Regions from separate parts of the Mus musculus genome. Here region 2 is linked to region 1. The links are chromatin contacts, called in public HiChIP or PLAC-seq maps. All regions are on one chromosome and are shown on one strand. Each heading gives the region's core, a stretch centred on a gene start, on an enhancer-like site or on the middle of the called end of the contact. The rest is flanking DNA. Distances are from core to core; before and after follow the strand shown.

Region 1 (4,958 bases), core at 1,917-4,416:
AACCTAGGAAACAAGTAAAGCGGCTTGAAAAGGAATTCTATTGGCTAGGAAAGAGGAAGGAATCCTCTCTCCCTTCCCCTCCCCCTCTCCCTTGATAGCCTCACTATATATCCTTGGCTAACCCAGATCTCACTATGTAGACCACCCTGGCCTTGAGTTTAGACTCCCCCTGCCTAGCCACCTGAGTGCTGGGATTAAAGGTTCCAGTATGACAAGGAACCAATCTTAAACCAGGCATGTTGGATACCCACTGCTTGGAAAGCCAAGGAGGAAGATTCCTGAGTCTAGAACAGCTTGGGCTCCTATGTCTTTCTCTACCCTCTTTTTACTCCTCCAATTCATTTCTGTAACTATACCTGGGTTGCTTTGTTTTTCTTTGTGGTGCGGGGCATTAAACCCAAGTTCTGAGCAAACAATACAAGTATTCTACCATTGAGCTATTCCCTTATTCCTAGCTTGTGGTTCTAAATGATTCTACAGCTTCCTCTTGTATTAAGGAATTAAAACAAAGCAAGTCAGGGCAGAGATGGAGCTCAGTGGTAAAATGGTATGGAAGTCAGAGGACAATTCTTGGCTGTTCTCCCTTGACATTTCATGGGATCAAGGGATTAAATTCAGGTCCTCTGTCCTGGTCTGTAATGGGATCTTTTTTTTTTTTTTTAAGATTTATTTATTTATTATATGTAAGTACACTGTAGCTGTCTTCAGACACTCCAGAAGAGGGCGTCAGATCTTGTTACAGATGGTTGTGAGTCACCATGTGGTTGCTGGGATTTGAACTCCAGACCTTCGGAAGAGCAGTTGGGTGCTCTTACCCACTGAGCCATCTCACCAGCCCTGTAATGGGATCTTATGCCCTCTTCTGGTGTGGCTGAAGACAATTACAGTGTACTCATATACATAAAATAAATAAATATTTTTTTTTAAAAAGTCAATTAAATGTTGTTGGGTTTTTTTTTTTTTTTTTTTTTGGACAGCATTTCTCTGTGTAGCCCTAGCTGTCCTGGGAACTTGCTCTTTTTTATTTATTTATTTATTTATTTATTTATTAATTAATTATATGTAAGTACACTGTAGCTGTCTTCAAACACTCCAGAAGAGGGAGTCAGATCTCCTTACGGATGGTTGTGAGCCACCATGTGGTTGCTGGGATTTGAACTCCGGACCTTCGGAGGAGCAGTCGGGTGCTCTTAGCCACTGAGCCATCTCACCAGCCCCCAGGAACTTGCTCTTTAGACTAGGCTGGCCTTGAACTCAATGATCCTCCTGTCTCCCAAATACTAGGACTAAAGGCATGTGCCACCACTGCCCTGCCTTAATTTTTTGTTAAATTCGTGACTCAAATATCTCATCCTATTTAACATTAACAAACAAACAAATCTCAAAGGAAAATTAAAGATCTGGCAGTTAACTAAAACATGTAACACCAGTTGCTGGAAAGGTGGGTCATCAGTTAAGAACACTTGTAACTTCCGAAGGACTGGAGTTTGGTTCCTAGCACTTATATCTAAAGGTTCACAACTACCTGTAATCCCAGCTCTAGGGGAATCAATTTCTCTTACCTCTATTTCAACTCACAATCACAAATCTATATTTGTATACATAATTTAAAAGATCAAAGTTTGTGGGTTTTTTTTTGTTGTTGTTGTTTTGTTTTGTTTTTCTGAGACAGGGGTTTCTCTGTGTGGCCCTGGCTGTCCTGGAACTCACTCTGTAGACCAGGCTGGCTTCGAACTCCCAAGTGCTGGGACTAAAGGCATGTGCCACCACTGCCGGACAAAATTTTTTTTTTTTTTTGGAAACAAGATCTCACTATGAAGCCTTGGCTGTGTTGGAATTCCTTACATAGATTAGGTTGCCTCAACAGCTTCTGCCTTTGGAGTGCTGAAACAGGTGTGCTGTCTTAGAACTAGCTCTGTAAAACATTCTGGGTTCAAATCCAGGGAGACCAGTCTGCCTCCTGAGTGCTGAGATTAAAGGTGTGTGCTAGGACTGGAGAGATGGCTCACCGGTTAAAGAGCACTGGCTATTCTTGGAGAGGAACAAACTATCTGTAGTTCTTGTTCCAAGGGTTCAGACACCCTTACACAGACATACATGCAGACAAGATACCAATGTACATGAAATACAACTAAATAAATTATAAAGGTGTGTGCCATCATACCCAAGTTATTTTTTTTTTAAGATTTATTTATTTATTATATGTAAGTACACTGTAGCTGTCTTCAGACACTCCAGAAGAGGGCGTCAGATCTTGTTACAGATGGTTGTGAGCCACCATGTGGTTGCTGGGATTTGAACTTCAGACCTTTGGAAGAGCAGTCGGGTGCTCTTACCCACTGAGCCATCTCACCAGCCCCCCCCAAGTTATTTTTTAAAGGAACCCACTTATTTCTATTTATCCATTTTTAGTTCTTTTTTTTTTTTTTCATTTTGTGTGAATAAATGCTTTACCTACATCCATGTCTGTGCACCATATGCATGCCTGGAGCTTAACGAAGTGGTGAGGCGCCTTGTGGGTGCTGGGAATTGAAACAGGATCCTTTGCAAGAATAACAAGTGCTCCTAACCTCCTAGCGAATTTTCCAGCCACATTTACTTTTATTTAATGTGTATGAGTGTATCTGCATACATAAATGTGTACCATGTGTGTGCCTAGTGGCTCTGGTGGTCACAGGAAGGCATTGATTGAATGCCCTTGAACTGGAGTTACAAAAGGTTGTAAAAGAAGGCGTGTGTGGTGCTGCTCACCTGTAATCCCAGCCCTCGCAATCACAGGCAGGCAGATGTCTGTGGGTTAGAGATCAGTGGGTCTAAATAGCAAGTTTCAGGCTAGCCAGGGATAGACTGTAAGTCCCTACCTAATATATATGAAAGAAAAAAAAAGAGAGACAGCTAAAATATTTAAAGTGTTTTAAGTACAGGATTTAACTTAACAACTTGGACGTGGGTAAAGTAAGATGATGGCAGCAACGGATTGGATCAGTCAAAGGCGGTGGATCTAAACACCCGCATCCCTTTGCCCCTCTAAGAGTTTTGAATCAAGCGCGATAGTTTTATCTGTAGCCAATCCTAGAGCAGCATCTTGTTTCGTCAGTAGTTGCTGAGGCCCAGAGCCACGCGTCTGTCTGGTCAGTTCTAGCCGTTGCTGCTGTACTCGTGCTCAGCTCTTGCGTTTCCATCCGTTAAGACTGAGAGGACATAGGGAATACCTGTCACCTTCTCGGGTATCCCCGTCAGAAAGACACCTTCGGGACTACTTTTTCCACAGTCGCAGAGACTCACTGGCTCCACTTAATTGTGGAATCTCTAGGCTGGCTCCCATTCAGAAGTTGTAGTACTGAGATTTTGCTTCTATCACGACTAGCCACAGAAGCAGGAAATTGTTTGATTTTTGTTTTCTTTTTCCTTTCTATCTTACTTTCTTTTTCTTTTTTTCTTTTTTTAAGGAAAAACGGGCTAGGGCGGGAAGATACCCAAACGGGAAGGGATACAGGGCTGTGTCCTTGTGACAGAAAGGTGTTGAGTCCTAGTCCTTTAAATCCGAGGGGGGAGGATCCGGAAGTGGATGGGCGGGACAAGGGACCTGGTATATAAGAGGGCCTCAACCGCGCGGGGTCTCCAATCTGCCATTTTCTCTACCTGAGTGAGTCTCTGCTGTCCGGAATTCTCTGGTTTTCTTCGCAGGCAGTGTTCTGCCCACTGGCCCACCACCTCAGGGGAACGATGGCCACAGAGTCTACAGCCGCTGCTGCCATCGCCGCGGAGCTGGTTTCCGCTGACAAGTAAGCGGGACTGTGGCGAGCTTGAGGCCAGTCCTCAGGGAGAGTCCGGGGACTTGGCTTCCCGGGCGGGACGGGCTGGTGGGTGGGACAGCTGCCTTCCCCGGAACAACGGCGGCCGTGCGGAGAGGGTTGCTCTGTGGAGAAGCCCTACTTGCGAAGAGCTGGCGCGCCAGCGGTAACGGCGGGTGGCTGGCGCCCCCTGCCCGGCTTTTCACGGCCGCCATCTTGCCGGGGGCAGCGGTGGCTGGCTCCATCGCCGGCCCCTTTTTTCCACCCCTTGCCCGAGGTTGCCGGTAGGTAGGCGGGGCCCGGCTCCAGTCGGTCCTTGAGCCCCTCCTGATCGCGCACTCCTAGGGTGCGTCTCTGTAGAGAGTCTGTAGACGTACCGAGAAATTGGCCAACAGATTTGGCGCCAAAAAAAAAAAAAAAAAAAAAAAACCCACACGAGGATGGAGGCTTGGAACAGGGGACGCGGGTGGGTGGGGCCTCTCAGAGGGCGGGGCTTTGCACGCTGATCGTCGTAGTTTTGGCTCTTAGGAGTGGGCGGGGCCTGTAGGAGGCGGGAAAACTCCATTGTTTGGAGTGGATGCTGCTTTTGCCGGGTCGGTGGGGCGCAATGAATTTTATTATATACTCACTACCAGGTTTACAGTAATCTTGAGGGTGGCTACGGGACTGAAGCTTTGTAACTCTTAACCTTTGCGGAGAAGTGTCTTGATTCGTTAGGTTTTCGGTATGTGGGACGGGGATTTTGTTGCTTCAAGGGACACTTTACTTGCGTAGTGTCTTCGGTAAAGGCTGTATGTAGCTATCAGTCTAGTGTTTACTTGCTAGATGAGTTTGCTAAGCGAAAGGACCCCAAAGGAGGAATGCTTGATTTGAGAGCTTTAAAGTGCTAATCTAACTTGATCTCTCCCATATGCACAGAAGCATTCATCAGTTCGAGGAAAGAAGTTATTTTCCATACAGGTTCGATTTTCCAGTTTACCTTGCCTTTTTTAGGTCCTGGATTCTATTTTTTTCTGTCCCTTGAGCATTTTTTTTTTTTTTAACCAAGTTTTGCCTTGGGTAAAAGTAAAGGTGTCTGTGAGATATTTGATTGGTTTTTCTATAGGTTTATGTTTTAGATGACGTTTCACTCCGTACAGTTTACCCTATCACCTTTTGGTTCCT
Region 2 (4,872 bases), core at 956-3,455, 93 kb before region 1:
GGAAGAAAGGAAAGGAAAGAGAGAGAGGAAGGAAGGAAGGAAGGAAGGATCCTTACCCTTGGTGGTAGAGATGGCTCAGTGGTTTAAAGCACTTGTTACTCTTCTAGAGAACCCAGGTTCGAGTCCTAACACCCACGTGGCAGCCACAACAATCATCACTCCAGTTCCAAGGGTCTGACACCCTTTTCTGATCTCTGAGGGCACCTTCACACATGTGCACAAACATACACACAGGCACACACTTACACACCATACAGCATGATCCACATAGTGAGTTCCAAATCAGTCAGGGCTACACTGCGAGATTCTGTCTGAAACCAAACCAACAGAAGAAGCACTCATCACATAAAATAAAAATAAACCTAAAAACAACAAACCCTTGCTATTTCCCACTGATGATTCCCATGGCTATAACGCTCATGTCAGAAACTCACCGCAGTTCCGTCAACCTCCAGAGAAAGCTGATTTATCTACAGATAACTGATCACAATAAAAATAAGACCAGTCTAGTGTGATAACACGCATAATTCCCGGCTGGCCTACCCTCAAACAAGCAGAAAAAGAGAGAAAGAAGGCAGATGTGCTGCTCACTGCCGCCTGCCTTCCACTTACTCCTAAATCCGTGGGCTGACCACTGCATTACAACCACCAGATTATCAAAACTGCCTTTGAAAGAAAACAAGTCACTTCCTAATTGCCAGACTCGTGGCTTCACACTCTCCTGCTGCTTGACCTGGGAAGCGCCTGGTATCCCCCTCCCTTCTGGAGACTGTCTTTGGCTTCTGTGATACTGCCACAGTGTTCTAGCTCTCTTCAGTGTCTGTTATCCTCAGCAATGCTGCCTCTGTCCACAGCCCAATTCTCCGCTTTCTGGAGTACTACGAGGGGGTGCTAAGGTTTCAAGTATTCCTATTTAATTCCAATTTATGTCTTTAGAGCCTAACTTAATCAGTTCTATGAGCAACTTTCCACCTCTATTTGAAAAACTCGGGTTGAACTTGTCCACAACCCAACTTATCATTCTTCAGATCTACTTCTTTACATTGTTAGCACCACCAACCCAATACCATAAACCAATGAGAAAGCCCTTATGTAGAAAAGCAGAAAGCAAAAAACCCTCTAAATTCTATTCTAAAATTCTTGGAATTTCATGCCATTCTCTTCATTTTCCACAACTATTCCAGTCCATTCATCCTCTTCTCACGCACAAAACACAGCAGCCTCCTGACTACCTGGGCCTTCTGCCCTCCGGTCTTACTTTCAATCTTTCTTTCACATTTTCCAGAGATAATCCATATCAAACTCCTGCTTACAACCTTCAATGGCTCCGTATGCCTACAAATAAAGTCCAAATTCTTTAACAAGTTTTTCTCAGAGGTTTAAATTAAAAGGTTTTTCAATTGGACTAATCTGGCTTTTATTTCCAACTAAATCAGAATCGTAGTTTAGATAAGAGTCTTCTTCAAAATGAAGGGTAAGAACGTGAATAAAAAGGAGAGAAGTCTCTTAGGATAGGAGTCAGGGTGGTTAGGAGAGATGAGCACGTTTCGGAGGGAATCCAGATCTCAGAGGGAGAAGGGGGCTCGGAGACTAGTGAGGCACACTCAGTAGGGGAACGGGACGTGAAGGATTCCACAACTTCACAAGTGAGGAAGGTCAGACACAAACAACCCTTTTGAGTATAACGTCCAATGGGTTCTTGACCCCTGAGACGAGGTGGGGACTGTCCCGGGACCCGGAGGGAACTGAGAAGGAAAGGGGGAGAGGGGCAAGAGACAGTCCCCGCTTCTTTGAGAATCTCAAGTACAGCACCGGATTGTCCAGTGCTCAGCGACCCATGAGCCAAGCTGCGCGCAGGGCAGGGATGCCGAGCCTTGGTCCCCAGGCACTCTCCCGACGTTACCTGAGGCACAACTGAGCCGCGGAGGGGGCGTCTGCGCCGGCCAGAGGGTAAGGGAGGCAGCGGCCCAGAGCGAGCATAGCAGCTCCCGGCCGCGGCTGTTTAGCCTGCGGAGGAGGTGAGGGTCCCTTGGGCAGAAGCCGGAGATTGCTCAGGGCCAGCGGCGGCGCAGGAGCTGGAGGCTACTGCCATGGCCTTGCGGTCTGAGCTGCTTTCCCCCGCCTACTCGGCGGGGCCCGGAGGCGGATCACCGCTGGGACTGAGAAGGCAGCTGGAAACTCTCGGCTCCCCGCCGGTGAGTGTCTGAAACGCCTGGGGGGCAGGGGGCTGGGGGCGGGGCCCCGTGAGCTCCGCCCCCTCCTCAGGCCTCCCTCAGAGCAGCCAATCAATCGTCAACCTTTGACAAACGAGCTAATAGAGTTGCCCAATTAACGTTAGGAATGCCACGTGGTACGAGGGTGGGCACAATGGGCGTACAGAAAAGCCAATCAGCAACGCTCGGCGCCAACTCTTAGAAGATGAAGGGAACCAATAGGAAGAGAGTGGAGTTAAAAACAGAGGGGACAGTGTGTTGAAAAAGCGGAACCGGAGAGAATTCACCTTGGGGAAAACCTAGTCTAAAGAGTCTCAGAGGGCGGGACACAAGAGAGACCAATCAAACCCCCCCAAACAGAAGCGAATGGTAAATTAATTAAGCCAATTAAACAAGCACTAAACTGGCGCGGCTTTTGAATAAGGTGTTCTGCTGGATCGAATGCAGTGTCCTGCAGGAACGCAGTATATTGACAAGCTAAAATTAGCACATAATTCCTAACAACTTGAGAAAGAGCAGTAAGTATAACTTAAACGAAATGCCAAAGGGAGAGATTGAATTCAGGGAAGGCTTAGAGGATTGGTATCACCAGCTAGATGGAAAGGAGAGATATGAAAGATCTTCGAAGGGAATAACAATTCTACCCAACTGTTCATCAGGTACAGATTTCCTCACACTTTCCATAGCCATGGATCTCAAGGGTTCATAATTTTATAGCTGAACAGACTGCTAAAGAAGAATAAGAGCAGTGGGATATAGGTCTTACTCCCAACGGTTTAGGGGCCTCCCTTCAGAAATCTTTAGCATGTGAGACATAATTAAAATATGTCTAGGAGCCGAGCATGGTGGCGCACGCCTTTAATCCCAGCACTCAGGAGGCAGAGGCAGGCGGATTTCTGAGTTCGAGGCCAGCCTGGTCTACCGAGTGAGTTCCAAGACAGCCAGGGCTGCACAGAGAAACCCTGTCTCGAATAACAAAAAAAAATAAATAAATAAATAAATACTAGGGGCAGAAAGCAATGGTAATGTACCATGTGGTCCAGGGTTCAATTCCCAGCACTGAAAATAATAACACCAATGGAATGTAGTGCTACTGACAGCTGAGTTTATGAAAATGTATAGTAGGAAATAAAATTGCAAGAGGCTGAACATGAGTGGAGTTTAAATAATAAAATTATCTTTTTATTTTAAATGCTGTGTGATTTATCCTTGAACAGAAGCATAACCTAAACAGGGAATTGTTTGAGGAAGAGTAATTAGCTCACAGAATCTCTGAAGGGAGGTACTCAGGCACAGTTCTCTTGGCCTGTTCAGGATCTTTCTGACATAAATTATGTGCTGCCACCTGGTGGCAGTTCAGACCCACTGTTCCACCGTTGTCCTTTAACATTTCTGTTGAAAGATTTGGCACCCTTGCAAGTGTGTCTCCCATAGAGCTTGATACAAACAGTTGATAAATACTACTGGTAGCAATCGGAGCTAATGCCACCATGCCAGATAAATTATCTGCCCAGTGAAAGACAGAGAGAGGCTTGGCGAAAAGGCTTGTGTTAAATGTGGATCTAAATAACAAAAATTTTTTAAATTTGGGGCTGGAGATGCAGTCCATTTGGCAGTGTTAGTATGCACGGCGCCCAGATGTGGTGTCACACTCCTATCAAATCACCATTCAGAAAGTGGAGGCAGGATTTCAGGAGTTCAAGGTCATCCTCAGCTAGATATGGAGTCTAGACCAGCCTGGGACACTTGATACCTGGCCTCAAAATAAAAACTATTAAATAGAGGAAGGAGGAAAAACAACAACACCAAGGGTTCAAGTAGTTACCGTGCAAACCTGAGGAAGAGTCTGTCATCCCAGCACTCCTGGAAGGTGGGAGGCAAAGACCAACACCAGAGCTGCCTCCTAATCCCAACATGTACTCGGTAGCATGAATGTACACAAACAAGCCAGGTATGGTCTACATACCTATAATACCTGGGGTGTGGCGACAGGAGGAACAAGGCCACCTTTGGCTATATAAAGAGTCTAAAGCAAGCCTGGACAACACAGGATTCTGTCATATACACACCAAAATAAATCAATAAAATAAAACTGGGTCTGAAGCTAAGTATGATATCACTGTATCACTTGTAATCCTGGCAATCAGGAGACTCAGGCAGGATGGAAACAAGTTTGAAGCCAACCTGAGCTACAGAGTTCTGAGTCAGTCCAAGTAAATGCATACTACATACTACATACTAAATGAAAACAGGGCTGAAGAGATGGCTCAGCAGGTAAGAGCACTGACTGCTTTTGCAGAGGATCCTGGTTCGATTCCCAGCACATATATGCTGATTCTAGTTAACTCCAGTTCCAGAGGATCCAGTGCTCTCACCTGGCCTCTGCAGGCACCAGACAAGCACAGTGGTACAGACACACATGCAGGCAAAGCAAAGCACTTACTCACATGAAATAACAATAAATAAAACAAAAGCAAAAAGAACCTCTCCTCTCCTTCCCTCTCTCTCAAGGTCTTTTTTTTTTGTCCTTTTTCAAGACAGGGTTTCTCTGTGTAGCCCTGGCTGTCCTGGAACTCACTCTGTAGACCAGGCAGGCCTCGAACTCAGAAATTCGCCTGCCTCTGCCTCCCTAGTGCTGGGATTAAAGGCATGTGCCACC

What was found. HiChIP or PLAC-seq counts read pairs in DNA pulled down with a chosen protein or histone mark.
Region 2: a contact with region 1 is called in an H3K27ac HiChIP or PLAC-seq map of microglia, with 7 times the contacts expected there. The contact joins the promoter of Tesk2 here to the promoter of Nasp in region 1. A contact is called at or near these places in 2 of 39 promoter capture datasets (embryonic stem cells and erythroid cells), 1 of 15 datasets of contacts at CTCF or cohesin (the NIH/3T3 cell line), 7 of 484 Hi-C or Micro-C datasets (cardiomyocytes, embryonic stem cells, forebrain and 4 more), 7 of 115 datasets of contacts at active chromatin or transcription factors (the 230-238 cell line, the SCID.adh cell line, embryonic stem cells and 2 more) and 3 of 9 other capture datasets (adipose tissue, liver and pancreatic islet).

Annotation. Positions count from the first base shown.
Region 1 is chr4:116,626,159-116,631,116 of GRCm38.p6, reverse strand. Nasp (nuclear autoantigenic sperm protein (histone-binding)) reads left to right here and starts at 3,166. Exons shown (of 16, transcript NM_016777.3): 1 at 3,166-3,227; 2 at 3,688-3,785. The coding sequence starts at 3,727.
Region 2 is chr4:116,718,288-116,723,159 of GRCm38.p6, reverse strand. Tesk2 (testis-specific kinase 2) reads right to left here and starts at 2,205. Exons shown (of 11, transcript NM_146151.4): 1 at 1,904-2,205.